3 separate regions of the Zea mays genome follow, and all the other regions are linked to region 3. Evidence: chromatin contacts called from public Hi-C data. All regions are on one chromosome and are shown on one strand. The core of a region is the stretch at or near the end of the contact, and the rest is flanking DNA. Distances in the headings are between cores, read along the strand shown. Region 1 holds the start of LOC100280435. Region 2 holds the start of LOC100281292. Region 3 holds the start of LOC109941993 (proline-rich transmembrane protein 1).

Evidence for each region. A called contact is a pair of places that touch in the nucleus more often than the background predicts.
Region 1: a contact with region 3 is called in a Hi-C map of ear, with 4 times the contacts expected there. The contact joins the promoter of LOC100280435 here to the promoter of LOC109941993 in region 3. A contact is called at or near these places in 2 of 25 Hi-C or Micro-C datasets (ear and tassel).
Region 2: a contact with region 3 is called in a Hi-C map of bundle sheath, with 2.6 times the contacts expected there. The contact joins the promoter of LOC100281292 here to the promoter of LOC109941993 in region 3. A contact is called at or near these places in 5 of 25 Hi-C or Micro-C datasets (bundle sheath, ear, endosperm and 2 more).

What each region holds. Positions count from the first base shown.
Region 1 is chr8:9,215,031-9,217,959 of Zm-B73-REFERENCE-NAM-5.0, forward strand. It overlaps LOC100280435, which reads right to left and starts at 1,413. Exons shown (of 1, transcript NM_001153356.2): 1 at 23-1,413. The coding sequence starts at 1,345. The coding sequence ends at 221.
Region 2 is chr8:9,251,968-9,254,768 of Zm-B73-REFERENCE-NAM-5.0, forward strand. LOC100281292 reads right to left here and starts at 1,348. Exons shown (of 2, transcript NM_001367957.1): 1 at 950-1,348. The coding sequence starts at 1,251.
Region 3 is chr8:9,011,358-9,014,504 of Zm-B73-REFERENCE-NAM-5.0, forward strand. LOC109941993 (proline-rich transmembrane protein 1) reads left to right here and starts at 1,598. Exons shown (of 1, transcript NM_001364485.1): 1 at 1,598-2,295. The coding sequence starts at 1,709. The coding sequence ends at 2,077.

The DNA.
Region 1 (2,929 bases), core at 163-2,662, 200 kb after region 3:
GCATAGCACAATATACAATATTACCAACTACAGTATCACACTATCACTACAATGAAATCTGAAAACAACAGTTTCCAACCAAAACATGTACTAATATACTTCAATATTCAATAACGCAACACATATCTCATCGCTTCAATGCAACAAAACAGTCAGAATTTCTACACATCGGCTTCAGAGCTACAGAAGGTATATAGATTCAAGAGATAATATTAATCTCTCACTTATTCAGCTGCAATCTATGCAGCAAGTCCAGTATTGTCCCAGAAGACTCCGCTTCCGCAGTGAGCTCTCTCACTATCAACTCCGCAGCCCTCAAGTCCTCCCTCGCATCAGCATTCAACACAAGATGGGAGAAATGATTATCCAGCAACACTCCCAGCGCCCTAGCCACTGCTCCAAACGATGGCACAATGTCACACTGGTCCAATTCAAGCATTTCCACAGCCTCCGGACACATGTGAGCTTCCAAGAACCTCCGATACTTGCCAATCCACATGTTGAGATATCTCATCAGCTTGATTACCTCCTCACCATCGAGTTCAGCCACAGCCGCTCCAAGCACCACGGAATCCACAATCTCTGATGCAAATAGGTAATGCAGGCACACCTCTGGAGAGGTGAACCTATCGTACCCCATCATGAGCAGCAGCGCCACCCGCCTCGTCGCAGCGTCAACTCTCTTCCTCTTCCCGGCGCTCTTCCCCTGACACCTGTTGACCGCGAGCACTGCAGCGTCCTTCCATCGGCCCTTGACGTCGATCATGGCGTCGTAGGCCTTATCGGAGGCCGGCGAGAGGAAGCAGCGGAGCGCGGCGAGGATCTCGGAGGAGCGGATGTCGGCGGCCTGGCGAAGTAGGGCGCAGACAAGGTCGACCTGGTCCTTCTTGCATAGCGAGGAGATGAGTTCCGGTGGCGGGTGCGGGAGGAGGCGGGATTCCGCAAGAGCAAGGAGGATGTCGTGCCCGGCGAGGCTTGCCGCCTTGGAGGCCACAAGGGAGGAAATAGCAGCGGGGAAGTAAGGGGCGACGGCGCGGATGGTGGCGGGAAGGGCTGCCGCCGGGGTTGAGAGTGCGAGGGATTGGGACAGAGTGGTGATGAAGTCGGTGAGAAGGATGCGGAGGCGCGGGAGGGAGGAGCAGGAGTCGAGGGAGGCTGCGAGGTAGGAGGCGGCGGTGGCGATGGCGGGGTCGGCGGGGGAGAGCGACCAGGCGGAGGGCGGGATTGAGGTGGGGAGCGCGGAGGATGTCGGCGGCGGCGGCGTGGCACCCGGGGTGATCACGATAGGATGGGCCTTCTCGCTGGAGCCGGTGGCGGGGTTAGTGATAGCTGCGAGGAGGGTCATTTGAATTCTTGCCGCCTTGCCGGCGCCGACGAGAGGGGGCAACGGTCGAGAAGGGGTTAGGGCTTCGGGAGGAAGAAAAGGACAGGAATTGGGGGTAGGGACGTGGTGTGATTTATATGGAGAGGAAAGAGACGTGTGGGCCTTGGATTGTAGACGCGAGGGGCTATGAGGCTGAGATTGGCCTCCAACTCTGCGGTTACCGTGTCGGGCTGTTTACGTGTTTCTCAAATGGACCTCTCACTTTCTCGGCCCTAGAGACTTATGGGACTTTACCCTTACAATGCAATCAAGTCCGGGCAATCCAGACCGAACCCTGAGAAACGGATACGTTTTTTTAACTTTTTTAATTCGTTTACAAATTCATATTTATATTTACAAAATTCATACCTTTATAGAGACTTATGACAACTCTACTACTCCATTCGTTCTAATTTATAATTCGTTTGACTTTTTTAACATAAGTTTGACCGACTTATCTTATTAAAAATATTCATATTTATTACTATTTTTTACTATGATATTGTTTAGCATATAATAATATACTTTAAGTATGTGTTTGGATTTTTTATTTTTTTCAAAAAAAATAATAATACGAGCCGATCAAACTTGGCATAAAAAGTCAAACAAATTATAATTTAGGATGGAGTGAGTACTATTCAAAAGTTTACAAATTAGATAAGAGTATCGATATTCATTACACAAAACATATGTACTATAAAAATATATGTCATGACGGTCTAGTAATACTTATTTAATATCATAAACATTGGTTTTTTATAATTTTGATCAACTTAAAATGACATGATTTAACTAGGTTATGATTATATTGCTTATCGGAGAAGGTGAGAGCACCATGAGGAGGGTGAATAGATGATCCTGTAAAATCAAACACTAAATAGCCACAAACTTGATTATAGAAATGTTAGTGTGAGTTAATCAAGTTGCTATGAAGCGATCTTCTTGTGAACAAAACAATAATAGAGAAAAGCAATCATAAGACACACAATTTTTATCCCATGGTTCGGCCAAGTAACACTTGCCTACTTCCACGTTGTGGCATCCCAATGGATGAGGGTTGCACTCAACCCCTTTTAAGTGATCCAATGATCAACTTGAATACCACGATCTTTTCCTTTAGAGTATTCTTCCCGTTTGCGAGGAATCTCCACAATTTGGAGCCTCTTACCCTTATAATATAGATCACAGAGAAGCACAAGAGTAAGGGAGGGAAAGCAACACACACAAGACTCGAATCCGCAGCACACCCACGCACACAAGCTAAGACTTGAGCTCGAAACACAGCACAGAGAGTTCACAACTCTAACGGAGCTCAAATCACTAACACAATCGATCAAATGCGCGGAGGCGGAGTCTGGGAGTCTTAGGATGTTTCTTGAATGCTTGGTGATAGTCGCCTAGAGGGGGGTGAATAGGGCGAAACTGAAATTTACAAATATAAACACAACTACAAGCCGGGTTAGCGTTAGTAATAAAGAAACGAGTCCGCGAGAGAGGGTGGAAAACAAATCGCAAGCAAATGAAGAGTGTGACACGCGGATTTGTTTTACCGAGGTTCGGTTCTTG
Region 2 (2,801 bases), core at 98-2,597, 240 kb after region 3:
ACTTATTTCGAATTCCCTGGTGTTAGATTTTTCTCGGAAGCAGACAACGAGGGAAAGGGTGGTTGGTAACCTTCGGTCAGCTTCAAAATGAGACCAATTGCCTCTTGCGACATTCTAAACCGGCCATTTTCTTAAATGAGACCAATTGGACAATTGGTTGATGGGTCGTCGATCGTCGGAACAAAATCTATGTGCTACCAGCTAATACTATAGGATTGTTGAGCGTCTAAAAAAGCAACAGGGTACCTGCTAGGTGATGATGACACAGGTTAGAAATTCGAAATTGGGTGCGTTATTACCCTAGCAGGTTTCTCAGAATATGCTATGCTTCTGAATATACCCTTAATCACTAAGTTGCTAACAAAAATGAAGGACATGTCTTCGATTTACACCATGGTAAAACTAAAAATAAATAGGCATCAGTAGGTCAGAACTACTAGTACTACTGACGATTACAGGATTGAACATGAACGGGTCACAACTCTGCAATCTTGCAGATTTTTTGCACCAATTCCTTTTTTAAAAGGTATAACAAAACTCATCAGATTAATAAGCCGCCACGACTAAAAAAATGAAAGAGGAAGGAACATAGCAAAACTAGTTCCATAGGTGCGGATTTTATAAAATGACAAAATCGGCTGATGCTGCGAAGAGGCGACACTACAGAGACTGCAACGTTTATGACAATCGGCGGGCGCATGTGGCAGGAAAAAAACGAAGCAATCGATGAGGTACTTGCCGAATTCGGTGTAAAATGTATCATACTTTCGAAGAATTCAATAAAGCGATTCACCCCGAAAGCAGAGCAAGGCTTATCGGATTTATCAGAGGAGGCCGTGCAGATTTTTCTCCTTTTGTTAGAAAAAGGAAACAGAATCACGCAGAAGAGAAGGCAAAGGGTTCGCTTAGCGGCAGCGGCAGCGGCAGCCCCACTAGAAGCAGAACGCACCTCTCGTCCCTGACGGCGAGGTTGAGCAGCGCGAGCAGCGCGGCCTCCCCAGCCTCGGGCGCGGGGGAGCGGAGCATGGCGACGAGCGGGTCGACGGCCGCGGCGAGCTTGCGCCGGTGCCTCGCGGACGCCCTGGTGAGGCGGCGCACCTCGCGGGCGGCGTCCACCTCCCCGGCGCGCACCCGGTCGACGAGCGCCCGCAGCGCCGCCGCCTCGGACGGGCGCTCCGCCGCCGCCGCCGCCAGCGGAGGCGGCGAGGCAGGGGACGCCTCCCCGGAAGAGCACGCCTCCGGCGACTCCATCTTCGACTGTCGCGATCGGAGTAGCCGGTGTGGGACGGGGTCCGCCGGTCCTTGCCGCGCCTCTCTCCGTTTGTGTGTGTGTGCGCGAGAGAGCGCGAGGGAGAGAGACGGGGAGCGAGGTGGGGGCAACAGCGCTGCTTCTTATTGCCGTCAGATCAGGACAAGGCCGGGCGACGGCGACGGGAGGTTAACTGACGGCGACGGTTGTAGAGCTGCGTTTTCCTAACTCCGTTCCGTTCCGTTCCGTTCCGTTCCCGTCGGGTGTCTTTTTTTTCTCCTTCTTCCGTTTAGCTAGTTACTGTGTACTACTACTGCTGGTGCATGAATGCGCTGTTTCGGGGTAGGGTGGCAGTTCATGGACACGGTAATAGTTGCAACCATGTGGCACCTCCAGCTGGCAGCGCATCGCAGCCCGATCGGATCAGCCAGGCGCCAGCCTTCCATATGTCACGAACCAGGTCTGTTCATTTGAAAAAGGAATTTGAATTTCCTCAAGCATAGACTAAGTTATTTTTTAAGTGTTTCCTACAGAGGCCAAAGTTCTTTTAGGCCGTCTACATCAGCTCTCATGTCTTATTCACTGTAAACAGTATCAAACAGTGTTGCGTCTTCTATTTTACACGATCTACTGAAGATAGCCTTATAGCTGAAAACAAAGAATATTTGATGGTTTTCATTAGTATAAGCTTTGTGTTTGGAAATACCATATCATAGTGCCTACTAGTCTAGCCTTGACTCGATGTTCAATAGAGATAATCTTGTTGCGTAGCAAAGCACAGAAGATCATGCCTAGGAAGCCACCTCAATGGCGCGCATGGCCGGGTTCGACTCCCACATTATCGAGAAAGTGCACGTGAGTGCGCACTAATAGGGTGTTGTGTTCTCTATGGTCCCAAGTAGCAAAGGATCAAACACCGAAGGCACGACGTGGAGTCATGTCATTATATGTGATTTAATTTGAGCTTTCCATTTGTACAGGAGAGGAGTTCGATCGTTTCTCTAAGCTTTCCATCTATATAATAGATAACAAATTATATTTATAAAAAATCCGCTGTAACAACGTACACACAATAATTCTTATTTTGATTCCAAATAAAGAATACATACATACATACATACATACATACACAACGACAACAGACTTGATCACTTGGTGGCAAACGAAAACGATCGAGAAAACGGATGGAGAGATCGGGACGCATCATCTTCTATCGCGGAGCATCACAAAGCGGTAAGCATATGCATGGTCAGGACGGCAAGTCGACAGCGAGCCAGTGCACTCCTCGTCGTCATCAACTTCCGAATCAGGCAGGCGCACACTAACTACGCCTGGAACCTCCCTCTGCGGTCTCCATCTGCGCACGTATATATACAGGACTATTACTCTAGTCTAATCGCCGGCCGTGGTTAATCGGCGAGCGCGCAAGAAGACGTGGATGGCCGCTCGGCCCGACGACGACAACAGCCGGAGGCCCGCGGCAGAGGGGGCGGTGGGACGCGTAGGAATTCCTGTGGATCCGCCCGCGCGACCGGTCGGTCTCGGGACGGAC
Region 3 (3,147 bases), core at 348-2,847:
TTGATCATGGGATTTTATCCTAAAGGCTCATTAATGTTCTCAATAATTGCATGTTGAGCATATTTTCAACACCAAACCACTTGAATGCAGTCATTACAGAATAGTTATGCTCATAATTCCCAGTGGTCCACAGCTACTGACTTCTTTAGCACGTACTCTGTATCCCCTCATGGTCATTTTACTGTGTCAGGGCAGTATAAAACATGCTATATGGATAGGCCAATCTGCAGAGTTTCAGACTAATTGGTGGTCGCTCTGGGTGTTTTGGTTGCTTACAAGCATGTCGAGAAGTTATTCTCTACTGGGCGCATATGAAAGATACTTATTATACTATCAAGAACTATACATGTCACTGCATTGCATCTTCTACGTGTCAACAAGCAAAGGCTGAGCGTGTGCGTTACCCTAGTCTGCTGTGCAAATCGCTTCCTATTCCTGACATGGCTTGGAAGGTGGTGAGCTTACCTCAGATGCTCCATACATTGTTGTCCTACTCAGTGGGCTCATTTAGCTGAATATACAAGTGGACCTCGTAGCAGCAATCTCAAGGGTGTTACACGTTCGTGCAACCATTTGATTGTATATTGAAATAATAAAAAGTCCCCAAAAAATCGCCTGCTCGCTCGCGTGCAAAGATAAGGGACGCCCGGCCACGCATCATACATACATGCCCCTGTCTATCCTGGATTGGCAGCAGGATAGGGCAGCATCACCAGACATGCTTGCTGCTACTTTCCAGTGGAACAGACAGACAGAGCAAGAGGCTGTGTTGCCCACTTGTATTCATTTCATTCCATCAAGCATGGCGCTGCCTGCTGGTGGCGAGTCCCCATCCAAGCCCTGCTTTCTCCCCTGTACCCTTTGTTTCGGTGTCATGGATGCATGATTAGAATTTAGAGAAGAGGAGGAGAAAAGAAAGAAAAAAAAACGGGGGACTCCACTTTGAGACGACCGGAGCTGCGGATGAGTAGAGTAGTCAAGCAAAAGCCGCAAAAGCCTCTCTATCTACTCGCAATTGCCGTGCCACCGACCGGTATCTTCTCTGCATGATTCAGCTGCTTCGGAGCTGTTGGAGTTGGACATTGAAGATGGAAGACTTGCCAGTCCCTTGGGTCTCAAGCGATCAGGGGGTTGCCATGGAAGTGAACTCGTCAGCTTTGTATTGTACGTACGTACGTCCATTAAATGGAGATTAGAGAGGACGGAGACCTGCTTTTGTTTGCAGGACATTAAACTCTCTAAAAGACAGTCCAATTGACATCTGGTAGGCTGTCTCCTACTCTCCGCTGTATAGGCATCAGCTCGCTAACGTGAATTCCTGACCCTGATCAGGACTCAGGTCCATGGACGTCAACCGTGGCCGTCGCTGTCAGTTAACATTGTCCAGGCTCCAGGGACCCCAGCCCTTTCGCCGGCAGGAAGGTGACTGTACCGCTGCAACGAGGCGCGGCACCGACACTCCGTTCCATCATCACAGGCAGCCTCCCAAACTAACGAGCCTAGCGTGGCCTGGGACGGCTACGGTCGAGTGCCCGTCGGCTCACAGTCACAGCGTCTCCAAGCTATTTGAGCCATTGGTACTGATACGGCCGGAGTTAAGGACACGTCATCTTCACACCCCCACCCCACACGCTACGCTGCGGTACGGACACGGTACAGCCTCATCGCCACGCCACCGACGAAAGAAAGCTTGGACGAGTGAAGGGAGATGCCGCCAGCAGCTCCGCGCCGAATAATCCTGCTGGCCGCGGCGGCGGCGGCGGCGGCGCTGCTGCTGATGTGGCCGGCCGCCCGCGTCACGGCCGACGACGGCAGCACGGCATTCTTGCCGCCGCCACCGGGGCCCGCGTCGCCGTTCCCGTTCTGCCCGGCGCGGCCGCCTGGGGTGTCGTCGGGGCCGTTCCCCTGGTCGCCGCCGTCGTCGTCGCCGCCGCCGCCGCCGTCGGTGGCGATGTTCCCTCAGGACCCGGGGTTCCTGCCGTCGGGGGCGTGCCCCGTCGGCGGCGCGGCGGTGGCGTGGCTGCTGCTGCTGCCGCTGCTCGCTGTGCTCTCTGCTTTCTTGCCGCTTTCGCAGTGACTCTCGCGGTTGCTGCCCCTGGATGGATGTGATGTGTCCGTAGTCGCTCAGTTGGATCGGAGATCAAGATTTACTTATTTTTTCTTTTTTTTTTAACGAAGCTAGGAAAGAGGCATTCTTTCTTGTTTGCCTTTCTTTCTTTCTTTCTTTTCGAAGGCATAGCCACATAGGTCTGTCTGTTTCTTTCTTCTCGAGAGAAGGGATATCTTCGTGTACAACCGTGTGGCTCCATTCATGCAATCCAGGACTCGGCAGATACAGCTTTTGAGTAAAACAAATCTCGCTGGCGTTACAGGTTCTGAAATTTCACTAACTTTGCTTCAGAGCGCTCGCTTCGCTTGTGGCTTGGAAACTCAAATTCTCTCTCTCGGGTTTGGAAGGGATTGAGGACTAATTTCTACTCCAATCTACTCCAATCCAAAAAGGGAATTGGAGTTCCAAAACTAGCCCTAACCATTGTTATTGCCCTACGTGACTGAGTAATCAGTGTTCTTATTATTACTATATAATAACTGTCTGAAAATGTTTCAGGAGGAACGATACAATGCGTACCAATCTACCATCGAGTCTAATGGAAGTGGTACAGGTACTGGTGTGATGTCGTACGTCTCTCAGCCTCAGCGGCTCTCTCCTCCCCCGATCAGTACAACGAAACAGTGTTGGACACTGTCTGTTCGTCTCTCAGTCTCTCTTCCCCCATCCGACAGTCCGACGCTTATAACTGCAACACATCTCTTCTTCTTCTTTTTTACTTCTCCAATCAAGAATTAATTAAACTGGAGTGTGAATTATCAGACGACATCAGGTCCCAGACCCCATCGGTACCAGAGCGCAACGGCGCACCGGATTCCATCACCATCATCATCTCTAAAAAAAACCCAAAAGGACAAAAGAACCAAAGAGGCAGCAGTCTCGCTCCACCGTTCCGAAGGAAGAGGGTTCAATTGCGTGCCAAACACAAACACGTTAATCTACACACGCGGAACGGAAGGCAGCAGCGCATCTATAGCGATTCTAAATGCGGCCGCTTGCGATCGGCAGTGTGTGTGTGTGTGTGGGAGTGGGGGTCC